Regions from separate parts of the Mus musculus genome. Here region 1 is linked to region 2. The links are chromatin contacts, called in public Hi-C maps. All regions are on one chromosome and are shown on one strand. The core of a region is the stretch at or near the end of the contact, and the rest is flanking DNA. Distances in the headings are between cores, read along the strand shown.

What was found. Hi-C and Micro-C count contacts between places; a contact is called where the count stands out from the background.
Region 1: a contact with region 2 is called in a Hi-C map of the G1E-ER4 cell line, with 5 times the contacts expected there. The contact joins two enhancer-like sites. A contact is called at or near these places in 1 of 484 Hi-C or Micro-C datasets (the G1E-ER4 cell line) and 3 of 115 datasets of contacts at active chromatin or transcription factors (acute myeloid leukemia, large pre-B cells and pro-B cells).

The regions. Positions count from the first base shown.
Region 1 is chr1:87,869,227-87,875,652 of GRCm38.p6, reverse strand. All of the region lies in intron 1 of Dgkd (diacylglycerol kinase, delta), which reads right to left. Among named protein-coding and RNA genes, the nearest start is that of Gm19582, 18 kb to the right of the region's middle. Within about 2 kb of position 2,427, at least 31 of the 459 cell types and tissues checked have an H3K27ac peak or open chromatin away from gene starts, as enhancers often do. A contact at or near this core is called in the G1E-ER4 cell line and acute myeloid leukemia, where this site is marked.
Region 2 is chr1:87,648,504-87,654,989 of GRCm38.p6, reverse strand. All of the region lies in intron 2 of Inpp5d (inositol polyphosphate-5-phosphatase D), which reads right to left. Among named protein-coding and RNA genes, the nearest start is that of Inpp5d, 31 kb to the right of the region's middle. Within about 2 kb of position 4,084, at least 91 of the 459 cell types and tissues checked have an H3K27ac peak or open chromatin away from gene starts, as enhancers often do. A contact at or near this core is called in the G1E-ER4 cell line and acute myeloid leukemia, where this site is marked.

The DNA.
Region 1 (6,426 bases), core at 1,178-3,677, 220 kb before region 2:
CTATCTTCCAGAATAAGTCCCACACTTAGAGCTTAAATTCTGATCAATCTCAATCAATCCTCCCTCTCCTTCTTCCCTCCCAGCCACCGCCTCTCCTTTCTGGTCTTGTTTTTTGGTATGAGTTCATAAAACTCAAACTGGTCTCAAATCACAATGCGACTGGAGCTGTGAACATGAACTTCAGATCCTGTTGCTTCTGCCTCCTAAGTACTAGGACTCCAGGCATGTGCCCACGCCCAGTTTAAGTTACTACTCTCCATTTCTCTCAAAGTGTGAGGGGATAGAGTTCAGTGAAAAAGCAATTGCTTACCAAGGGAGAGCCCCCAGGGTTCCATCTCCAACACTTCGCACAAGAAAAACAAGACCGAACGAACATACTCCAGAGCACCTGAATTGGCCTCCCAGGCACCAGGTTAGAATGCAGTTCACTGCTCTCTCCCAGCCTACCTGAACAAGTCATTGTGATAAGGGCCCACTTACAAGTTAAGAATCAGACTTCTCACCTAATCCTGCAGACTTGATACACGGGAGGGGGGGGTACCCAGGGAGGGGCTATCCTCTCAGAGGTGAAAGGGAAGGGGATGGAGAAGGAACCCTGGAAGGAGGGGGGGAAGGGTGGCAGCAGCAGCATTTGGGATGTAAATACATAACTTAAAAAAAGAAGAATCAGACTTCTGGGTATGGTGGTGGCTCACTTCTGAAATACCAGCACTTGGGAGGCAAAGGCAGGCAGGAGTTCTGTGAGTTCAATGACAGCCTGGTCTACAGAGCAAGTTTTGGGACAGCCAGGGCTAAAACCCTGTCCCCACACCCCCAAAAAAGAAGGGAGGGGGGAGGGAGGGAGGGAGGGAGGGAGGGAGGGAGGGAGGGAGGGAGGGAAGGAGGGAGGGAGGGAAGGAGGGAGGGAGGGAGAGAGGGAGAATATCAGTCTTCTTTGGGCTCTATCCATCTGTCCTGCTGCCATATCCTCTCACCCAGTGCCTTTCAACTATAAGCACCAATAGAATTACCTGGCAGGCAGGCTCTGAGAAACACTAGCCTCATCCATCCCCAGCTAAGGGACCTCCTGAGAAATCAAAATCAATTAGTTAAGGAACCTAAGGGGGCAGTGTTTATAAAGCTCCCCCAAAGCTCCCAATAACCTTTAAAACTGAGAGCCTACCCTCAGTCACAGGCCCTGCAGGCTTCAAAGGAGGTCTGATGTGGGTATGCTTTTCCCCATACTTCTTTCCTCTCTAGCCCAGGGCCCTTCACAGCAACAACCCTCCACCTCCATTCTTTTAAAGAGACTATGAATCTTCAGCTCCTCTTTCCACCAGCTGAAAAACTACTGCACTTCAGACTGGAGGTAAATGCCACTGCCTCTGAAGAAATCTTTTCCAGAATACTCACCCTCATAGAGCAGACAATGGCTAATCTGTTTGCAAGTATATAGAATGCCATCCTAAGGGTATCTCCCTCACCATATCAACTCCTGATAATTCTATCCATCTTGGTCACCCTAATGCCTCGGGAACTGTTTCACCAACCCATAAAGGCCTAACATTTCTTATCTATAAAGAGCCTCTAAACACCAAGACTAGGAAATCCAGGCATGGTGGTACACCCTTTAATTTCAGTACTAAAGATCATATGTTCAAGACTATCTTGGGCTACATAATGATACCTTGTCTTACAAATAAACAACAAACAAAATGGCCAATAAGAAAAAAGGCAAGTCAGTGGTCAAAAGGCCTGAAGCATGAACACTGAGTTAGCAGTCCTCCATTGTTCCTCTAAAAGCACAGCACACCGAACTCTTAACTGCTTTTTTTCTGGGCAGCAGTAGCACATCCTCCAGAGGCAGAGGCAGAGGCAGAGGGGCAGAGACAGAGGGGCAGAGGGGCAGAGGGGCAGAGGGGCAGAGGGGCAGAGGGGCAGGGGGGCAGAGGGGCAGAGGGGCAGAGGGGCAGAGGGGCAGAGGGGCAGAGGGGCAGAGGGGCAGAGGGGCAGAGGGGCAGAGGGGCAGAGGGGCAGAGGGGCAGAGAGGCAGAGGCAGAGGCAGGTGGATCTCTTGTGAGATTGAGGTCAGCCTGATCTACAGAGTGAGTTCCAGGACAACCAGAGTTACACAGAGAAACCTTGTCTCAAAACACCCACCCACCCCTAAAAAAAAAGAAAAAGACTGTTTTTCAGGGTTCCATGGAGTGTCATTGTCATGTTCAAACAGTAGAAGCTGGGAGCCTGCTCTCACTCATTTACAGTCCCTAGCTGGAAATAAAGCACCAAGTGAAACAGCCCACCTTTCAGCTATCTTTCTACATGGGAAGTTGCTTCTAATTTAGTTGCCACACCCAGGGTCCAGCCACTGCTCATATTCTCAGATAACATCCTTCCAGCCTTCTTTCAAGTGTGTGCAGAGCACAGGAAAGTAGGATTAGGCAATACAAGAATTACTTTAAAATCTGCTTCCCAAAAAACAATACTTGACTAAGTCCCCTTCCTGTTTTATTTCTCCATATACTTCTTGAGTTCCTTTAGATTCTGAGAGACACTGACATAATGTATCTAGGAGAAAATGACAGTGTTCATACATCAAATGGTTTGACTGTCCAGCTAAAATAAAATAGATCCTATTTATATCAAGACCTTCAACTCCCTGCTTAGATAAATTTAGATTAATTTCCAACACAGAATTTTTTTTTTTTTTTTTTTTTTTTTGGGTTTTTCTGTGTAGCCCTGGCTGTCCTGGAACTCACTCTGTAGACCAGGCTGGCCTCGAACTCAGAAATTTGCCTGCCTCTGCCTCCCAAGTGCTGGGATTAAAGGCATGCGCCACCACGCCCGGCTTTCCAACACAGAATTTAAAAGTTTAAACAAAGAGCATTTAATTCTGTTCTAGGAATCTAAGATCAAAATGCCCCAGCTAACTTAGCTTCTGTTAAACTGCTTGCTTGAGTAAAACCTCCCCCTATAGCTGCTAAGATATCAGGATGTGGTTTTTACCTTTAAAAAGCCCTTATGCTGGGTGTGGTGGCACACACCTTTAATCCCAGCACTCGGGAGGCAGAGACAGGTGGATCTCTGAGTTCGAGGCCAGCCTGGTCTACAGAGTGAGTTCCAGGACAGCCAGGGCTATACAGAGAAACCCTGTCTCAAAAAAAACATAAATAAATAAAAAGCCCTTATTCCAAAAACTCAGCACTTACTCTAAAAATGCGGGTCCTGAATACATGAGTATAGACTCAGCCATCTGGAATGAAGACTTTCAGTTGGCTATAAACCATGTCTGAGTGGTTATATCTCCTGGGCTCCTCTATTTTGAAGGCTCCAGGAAGATCTCTACAAGGGATCCTAGAGGGCAACTTGAAATGTTCCAGGGCTCCAGAAAAACTGTGACTGATCACCACCAAGTACTCTAGAGGCACCAAGCCACCACCCAAAGGGGGGAGGAAGGGAGTCAAAAGTCATATGGTCTGAACACTTTCAGAGGTAAATTTGGTCTGTAGGAGGTACCATCTGGTTAGGACACAAGAGAGGAAGCTGGAAGTGACCTTAGATCCTATATCTGGGATCTGAGTAAAACATCACCAGACTCCCCTGGTCTGATTTTAAGTGTTTCTGCTCTGTTGGACGGGCATCCGGGGACTCGGAAGCCCAGGAACCACACAGCTCTGAGGGGAGGATGCATCCCAGTGGAAGGGCATCCTGAGACACAGGAGCTCAGGAACCACACAGCTCTGAGAGAGAGAGCCTCCTCAGCAGAGATGTTGCAGCTCCCTGGGTAGAGTTTCCCCAGCTGAGCCACAAAAGCTGTCAAAGTGATGACAGGCCCTTCCTTCCCTGGGCTTCCAAGTCCCAGGATACCCTTCCATCCTAACAAAAACACTTTTTACAGTTGGCCCCAGCCACCCCAGACAGAGGTATGTAGAAGACTTCCTCATAGCTTCAACTACTGAGGAGGAATGTAGACAGAAGGCCTTTTAGAAACCCTCTGAGCCCTTGAGTGTGAGCCAAGAAGACTCAGCTGTGTATCCCTCAGCTCACATACCTAAGCTACAACCTAGAGGAAGATAAGTGGATAATTTCCCATGACCATATTTCAGTCACCTTGCAAATCTCTGCTTCAAAAAAAGAAAGTATGAGATTTTCTGGGGGCAATTGGATACTGCCAGCTATGGATAATGGGATTTTCTGAAATTGCCAAACCCCTCTATGACAGCATCAAGGTACACAGATTTTGGAACAGACCGACACTGAGTGGAGAGCCTTTGAAGACTTGAAAAACCCCCTGCTGTCTGTCCTGGCCTTGGCCCTCCCAAACATTTCTAAGTCATTCCACTTGTATATGGATAAGGTGAGAAGCATTGTCTAAGGGGTCCTCACGCAAATCCTGGATCCCTAGAAAAGACCTGTGACATATCTGTCCAAGAGTCTTGACCTGGTTGCAGGCAGATGACTGAGTATACTGGTAAAAGAAACTGAGAAATTAACTTAAAGGCACGAACTGTTCCTGACAGCTCCACACTTTGTTAAGGACCTCTTGAGGACCTGAGAAATGGATATCTAATGCCCAGGTAACCCGATACCAAGCCCCACTTCTCAATCAATCCCACATTTAGTTCCACAAGGCATCAACCCTGAACCCTGCCAGTCACCTGCTAAATGATGACCCTGCAGATCCCCTAAATGACTATCTTGAAGCGAGTGATATGATCCAGTCTATCAGACCTGATCTAACTGATGACCCGTTGGTGACACCAGACCAGGTATTGTTTACAGATGGGAGCAGTTTTGTCCAAGAGAGGATCAGATATAACTCTTTAAGCAGAGGAACCCTCAGCTCAGTGAGCTGAGCTTTTAGCTTTGACTCAAGCACTCCACTGGAGGAAAGACCAGGAGATCTGTTGGCAATTCCCTGCCTGCGCAGAGACTTCCTTTGTAAGTCCCACACCTGGAAACCTATAGCTGCCAGGCTCTACCCCTAGACTACTCTGACAGCCACACCTCTAACCCTTTGAGACTCAAGAGTAGCCAGCCAATGTTGCCTCAAGATCAGACTACATAATCCCTCCAATCTCAGGCCACATTCCCTAGAAACCCTATATGAATTCTGCATTCTGCCCAATTTTCTGCTGCTTCTTACTGGCAGCCACCCTCCTGAGTTTTCCCCTCCCAATAAATCTCTTGTGTGAGATCTGTTGTACGGTACGACTTTGTGGTATGCTTTGGCTCCTGATTGCAGGATACCTTTCCCTTCATAGCTATAACACTTGCATTGGGAAAAACTTCTGCCAAAACAGACATTGGAAACCTTCCCCCTCAGAGCTGTAACACTTATACTATCACCATATTGTATAGAGTATATGCTTTCACAATGGTCTATGTCCACAGGGCTCTATATAAGAAAAGAGGACCTGTGAACCTCAACAGAAAAAGAAATCCAAAATAGAAAAGAAATCTTAGCTCTATTGGAAGGCTAACTACTTACCCAAGAGGATGACTGTTGTTCACTGCAAAAGACACTAAAATGGAGATTCCCCAGAAGCCAGAAGCAAAAAAATGGCTGACATAGCCACCCAAGAAGTAGCTCTAGAACCAAGGGGGGCTCTCCAACTCTTAGTAGCCCTGCTGACGCACCTAGAATATACCGCAGGTGAAATTGTCTGAGCAAAACAAGAACTGACCACACAGGATGACATGGATGGTGCGTGCTACTAGAAAGCAGACCCATTCTTCTCATGAGTCTGAGAAAACAACTGGTTATGGATCTCCACCAAGCCACCTACCTAGCTGCCGTGAAAACTGCTGAACTCCTCAGCAGTTATGTTCCAACTCTGGATTAAAACGCCACTTTTTAGATGAGCCACCTGTGGCTCAGATAAACGTGGGAACGAGGGGGCTGGAGAATGGCTCAGCAGTTAAGAGCACTGACTGCTCTTCCAGAGGTCCTGAGTTCAATTCCCAGCAACCACATGGTGGCGTACAACCATCTGTAATGGGATCTAATGCCCTCTTCTGGTGTGCCTGAAGATAGCAACAAAGTACTCATATACATACAATAAATAGATAAATCTTTAAAAAAAAAAAGTGGGAACGAATACTCAAGGAAATGGACCTGTGAAAATTGGGCACTGGACTTTGATGAAATCAGGCCTACTATTTTGTGCTATAAATATTTGCTAGTGTTTGTAGACAGCTTCTCAGGATGGATGCAGGATTACCCTATCAGAACATCAATAGTTGCTAAGAAACTTCTTTAGAAAAAAATTCCAAAGTTTGTGCTGCCCCTAACTTCTGGTCCAAAACAGCCTAGCCTTCATGACCAAAGTGTCTCAAAATCTGAAAAAGATATAAAATATTCATTGGAAATTACACTGTGTATGAGCTCAGGGAACTCTTAAGGAGACTCTAATCAAATTGATCCTGAAAACTGGAGGGGAAAAA
Region 2 (6,486 bases), core at 2,835-5,334:
GGAAATGGAAATGCAGAACTGGACCCAACCACGAGGAAAGCCCTGAAGAACTCAAACCAAGAAGCAGCCTACAAAATTACTACCAAGTTCTCAAAAACAAAAAAAAAAGTCAATATCATGAAGGAAGGCACAACACAACAGCACCCCCAGGTTTGGCGACTAAACATTGGTCCAGGAGGAAAGTTATTTTATGTGTATAAATTATAGTTCACATAGTTACACAAATAGGATGTTTTATATTGCTGCTAAGACTGCTGGAGGCATTTGAGTGGAGCTATGGGAGTGGACGGTAGGCCAGCATTAATGTCCTAATTTTGATGGCTGAATATGGCTATGAATGAGATAGTGATAATAGGGTACTGTCAGACCCTTCCTCTCCAATAATTCAGAAAAACAGCAGTGCAATATGAGAGAGAATGATCAGTGTATTATACGTCAAAACGCTCAGTGGGAAGATGAGAGAGAAAAATGCAATTCTTTGTACTATTTTAAAATTTTTCCTAAGTCAATTTACTTTCAAAATAAATTATTTATTTATTTAAAAAAAAAGACCAGGCTGGAAATGGCCTATATCATAGTTGTTTACATGCAAAAAAATTATTTCAACATGGGTTATGAAAAGCATTATTAGAATCAGTTTATGTAATGCAGATCATTTTTTTAGCATGTAAACGTGCAAGTGTGTGCACACATGCACATACACATGTACATGGAGGGAAAGGTTTTTCAAAGAGATCTTCTTTAAAAGTGTCAAATTTATAAAGATCATATAAAACCATCCCAGGTTTACAGACTTTTAGAGGTTTCTGTATAAAACCTGCAGCTGCCTTGGGTCATCTGCAGTGCTCAGCTGTAATAATTTGGATACACTGAGAACATAAACACAGTCACAGAGTGTCCGGTCGTTCTGTGTGAGTGGATGGAGGTGAAGAAGGTGATGGAAAATTCAAGGTTGTTGGGCTGAGAAGGTAGTTTGGGTGGGGTTTTGGAGCAGCCTGTGTGGAGACCCCAGATCTTCCTTCCCAATGGAGATGAAGGTAGGGGCAGTGGGCTAGCACTCATTTTTCTGGGCACAGTCCTATTCTGTTAGCTTGCCCATGTCAGGGCTCTCAAACTGACAACTTGAAAACCAAAGCCTCAGAGGGTTGCTACAGTTTAAATATACAATGTTCCCATTCATGGTTTGAGTGCTTATACCCAGGCCAAAAGCACCATTTGTAGAAAGTTGTAAAAAATTTAGGGCTGGTTACAGAATGAGACCCTGTCAAATAAGTAGTTACAAATTTAAAGTAACAAAAGCAGGAGAACTGGGCAAGAATAATAACATTGGAAAAACTAGGAAGAGGAGGAGGAGGAGGAAGAGGAGGGGGAGGAGGAAGAGGAGGGGAGGATGAGGAAGAAGAAGAAAAGAAGAAGAAGAAGGAGGAGAAGGAGGAGGGGGAGGAGGAGGAGGAGGAGGAGGAGGAGGAGGAGAAGAAGAAGAAGAAGAAGAAGAAGAAGAAGAAGAAGAAGAAGAAGAAGAAGAAGAAGAAGGAGAAGGAGAAGGAGAAGGAGAAGGAGAAGGAGAAGGAGAAGGAGAAGGAGAAGGAGAAGGAGAAGGAGAAGGAGGAGGAGTTGCTACTGTTGAAGTTGTTTCCATTTAGTTCTAATTATAGCCTGTGGGGAACATAGACCTAGCATTGCTAGAATTTACAAATGTCAAATGTCAAGAGAAGTTAATTCGAGGCTCTACTGTTTTGTAGTTAATCTTCATTGCCACATTAACAGGACTTAGAATCCCCTACTAGACAAACTTCTCAACAGGTTTGTCAAGGAATTTCCAGAGAAGATTAACTGAGGGAGATTTACCATCTGAATGCAGGTAGCAGCATTTCTCATGGGGCGAGGTCTAGACTCTATAAAAAAAAAAAAAATGAAAGAGGAGAAAGGCAGCTGAACACAGGTGTCCATCTCCTTCAGCTTCCTGACTGTGGATACAGTAAGGCAAGCCTTGTGGTCCCACTATCCTGCTTGCCCACCATGATGGACCATATCCTCTCAACCATGACCCCAAGTAAACCTTACTTCCCTTAAGTTGCTTCTAATTGGGGCATTTTGCTGTTGGAGTGTGAACGCTGTGATACTTAACGCTCTCAGGCTACACTACTCTCCTTGTCTGTGGAAGAGGATTATACGATCTGCTTGGCCGAGAGCAGAGTTAGTTGCTGCTGGAAGCCCGGGGTAAGTCATCTGCTAAGGGCAGTTGCCTTCCACTTTTCAGAGGCATAAACCGAAGCTCAGAGAAATGGGAAGTTTGATCACACAGTCAAGTCTGTAAAAGAGGTCTTGGGAAAAAAAAAAATCCCTCCCCAAAGGTGATAAAAAGAAAAGAAAATACTGAATTAAAATGACTCTGAGTAAGGGTTTAGGGCCTGAAAAGACCGGAAGTCAGGTGGAAGTGACTGTGAACTTGCCTGACCCCTCTGAGGTACAGGGGTATGTGGGCTATTTTTAAGTTAACTTGGCACAAGATTAGAGTCATTGGAGAGGAGGGAACTTCAATTGAGAAAATGCCTCTGTGGAGGTTTGGTCTTTTGCTAGGTATAATAATGCTAAATACTGGTCCCCAAGGCCTGGTTGCCCCCAGGGACAAGAGAATCTGCACATAGACCCAAGAGCTCTGTAACCTTGTCTCCTCCCCCAAGTTATCCCTGATTGGTGAATAAAGATGCCTACAGTCTATAGCTGGGCAGAATTGAGACAGGCAGGGATTGGGAGTTCCCAGGCTTGGAGGAAAACCACGAGAGGAAAGAGAGAAGATGGAATGTGGAGAAGTTACCATGGGGTAGGTGAATTATAGAAACATGGCCATGCTGGCCACTTGGAGTTAAGAGTGGCCCAGATGGAACATGGCAAGTGACAACTCGGGGTTATGGGTAGGGAAGTAGATTCAGATGGTTTAGAGGGTAGATATCTACCCAGCTCTAGTGCATTAAAAGCTTATTATAAATAATCATGTTGTGTGTCTTTTATCTGGGAATTGAATGATCAAAGACAGGGTAGAAACCCAGACTGAGATTAAATGTTGTCTACAACATGACTCCATAAAATCAGGCTGTAAGCAATCCTATAAGGCATTTTCTCGATTAGTGGTTGATGGGGGAAGAGCCAAGCCCATTGTGGGTGGGGTCATCCCTGGGCTGGTGGTCCTGGGTTCTATAAGAAAAGCAGACTGAGCAAGCCATGAGAAACAAGCCAGTAAGCAGCACCTCCGTGGCCTCTGCATCAGCTCCTGTCTCCAGGCTCCTGTCCTGTTGAAGTTCCTGTCCTGGCTTCCTTCAATGAGGAACTGTGATGTGGAAGTGTAAGCCAAATAAGTCCTTTCCTCCTCAACTTGCTTTTGGTAATGGTGTTTCTCCATGACAACAGAAACCCCAACTAGGAAAATGAGGCTCTGATCAAGATGCTCAAAGTCTAGAGTCAGGACTTTGTCAGCTCTTCCAATTTGAGTTTATATCACACTGTCCAGGGTTATTACCCATGGTTCCACTGACTTCAATCCCAAGCAGCCATTCTAGTGGGCGTCTTATTGGGAATATTGACACCACAGACACTGGCAGAAGATTGGGGGCATTGTTTTCCTTATAGGAGAATAGCTCTCAGATGTTTGTCACCTCATGTGTCATAGGGAGTGACATCAGCCATTCTAACAGCATCATCTCCTACGGACTGGGCTTCCTGTCTATACCTGGTTTTCCTTCTGCATGACCCCAGGATTAGAAGGCAACATTGAATCCTGAAGAAATTACAGTGGTCACAAAAAGGTTAATAACTTCTGGGGCAATGCAGAGGGCAAGGAGCATTCATCAAGGACAAAGATTTTCCAACTTAAAGATGGCAAAGGCCCAGACCAAAACAGGAAGTTTCCAGCTTGCCGTGGTGGGTGGTGGGATTGTCTGAGGCTGAGAAGAGCCGGAAAGGGACAAGAACAAAGTGTTCTCTGCTTGGCAAGCTGTCATGATAGCATGGGTCCATCAGCTCCTCAGCATGGCACGCCCCAGACCTCTGGAGGCCAGAAGTTCAGTTAGGTAGACTTTGATAAACACCAGCCTTTAGAGGAACCGAAAGTTACCTCTGACGCCTCTTGCTGCTCCAAGGAACTGAGCAAGACACAGTCTAGCCTGAGATCCAAGGCAGGCAAACAGATGCAGTTACACCTGCTGCTGTGACGCCCAAGCTCCATCCCAGGGAAGGAAGAGACCTCTGAGCAAGAGAACTGGGCCTTGGGGGAGGGGAGGCCTAAAGGGAAGGGCAGATCGGGGAAGTTGTGACTTTCACAATGGGTGAGAAGGCTTACTCTGCAGTTCACAGTTTGGTGGGGTTATGTGCGTCTTGGGTAAGGTTTCAGGTCGGGGCAATCTGCCAAAGCAGGGTCTATGAGAAAATGCAAAGCATGTAGCGGTCTAGGGGACAGTGGGTGTGCAATGGGGACCAATCCAGTCAGTGAAACATGGTTTTAAGGATTAGGCTCTTTATTAAATCTTTTAGATTTATATATATTAATTATACAGAAAAAACAGCTTTATTGTGAGGTTTTCACACACACACACACACACACACACATTTTGTTCACATTTACCTCCTATGACCCTCTGTTGTCCCCCTCACATACCTGCTGATCTCTTTCTGTTTCTAATCCCCTCTTTTATCTCTCATTTATGCAGTGTGGGTTCGCGCACGCGTGTGCACATGAGAGCAAGCGCATGCATGCATGCACACACACATATGCCGATGAGTTTAGTTTGGGTTGTTCATAAGAGAGCATAGATGAGAGGTTATTGACAGGAGCATGGATGCCTGGCCAGTAGCTACACCACTGGAGAAACTGACTGCCTCCCCTGGTATTGTTAACCACCGACAGATCTTCAGGGGGTGATGGGACCGCACAAGTCCCTCCCCCTTCCCCCATAAGAAGATCCTTTTCTGTATCAGAAGCAGAACAGTCCTGGGGTGAGATGGTAGGCAAGGAGGGAACAAGCCCAAGCTCATTGGAGCCCCCCCCCCCTCTCCCTGCAAAGGAGCTAAGAACTTCAAATAATTATGTGGAAAAAAAAAATCTGTTAATTTTAAGAACTGTTTCTCACTGGTCCATACTTAAAGAAAACCATGTGTCAGATAACCAACAGTGCTAAGCCTTGATGGCTACAACATCACAGCAGCCACCTGCCTGCCACCATCAAGCTCATCTATGTAGATTTGGGCAAAGCATCTTGTGAGATTCATTCATCAGCTGTTGAGGACCACCCAGAAAAAAGACCAGCTCAGTCAGATCCCAGTCAAGTCAGAACAGACATACGTCTCTCCATGCCATCAGCTGTTCACACCAGACGTGGGCTTACAGGGTTGCCAGTCAGCTAGGAGGCATCTCCACCCTTCTGGGTGACAGAAGCACAAGCAGACCCTGGGTGATCTGAATATGCTAGACCAGACAATGGGAAGTTTATGAGAAAACCAAGCTGGGGCTCTGCATCGAGGTAGGAAAAAGTGCACACAAGGAAGATAAGAGTAAGCGCAGTGTAAATAAAAGGGCCTTCCCTTCCCAGAGGTAGGGTGGGTCAAGCTGAGCTCTTAGGAGAGTGCTGAATGGGAGAGGAAGTGAACTCTGCAGCACTGGGCTCCTAAGGTCCTTTGGGAAAGGGAGAGTACATCATAGGTTAGGGTGGACATGCAGAATGGTGGCTAGAACTCTCCTTGTGAGAGGAAGAACCAGCTGGGGTAGGAATGGTCCTAGGAGTCAGATGTCTTTCTCCTTTAAGGAGCATATTGTGGGATGCACAGGTTATCCCCTGAGAGTTCCTGGTGTCTGGTTCTGACCACTCACCTAGCATTCAGCTTTACCTAAGAAGAAGTCCCCAGTGGACTGGCTGGAACCTTCATACAGGACCTATGCTGACCCCCATCTTATTTACCCACTTCCTCTTCCCCTTTGCTGCCCTGGTCTTGATTTATAGTCTCCTTCTGGAGCAGAAATCCGAAACAGGCCATAAGAATGTCACTGCTACCAATGTGCATCGCTGCATTATTGCAAGTAGAGACTAATCAATAAGTGGAACAGGAGGAGGAGTCTACATCCAGCATCTGAGAGGAAGTGGGACGTTAGCATATGGGCTGAGGAACCGTGAGTCGGCAGGAAAGGGGGGACTGTTTACTATCGGAGGCTGCTGAGTCACCGGGAAGAAGAGTTGTAGTCCCCATTTTAAAGCAAATGTCAAAATAAAGCACTTGACATAGAAACATGATAAAAGTGTTAGAAAATAAAAAATACTATTTTCCCCCCAATAATTAAGGTTGGTGAGTCACAAGATCTAGAATCCACAGGAGAAAAACTGATAAGCTAAAATGATTTTGTTGTTGTTTTATAACAGAAGCCCGTGTTGCACAGGCTGGCTGCAAATTCCCTATTTAGCTGAAAATGACCCTGATCTTCTGTGTGTCCCAGCCCTGCCT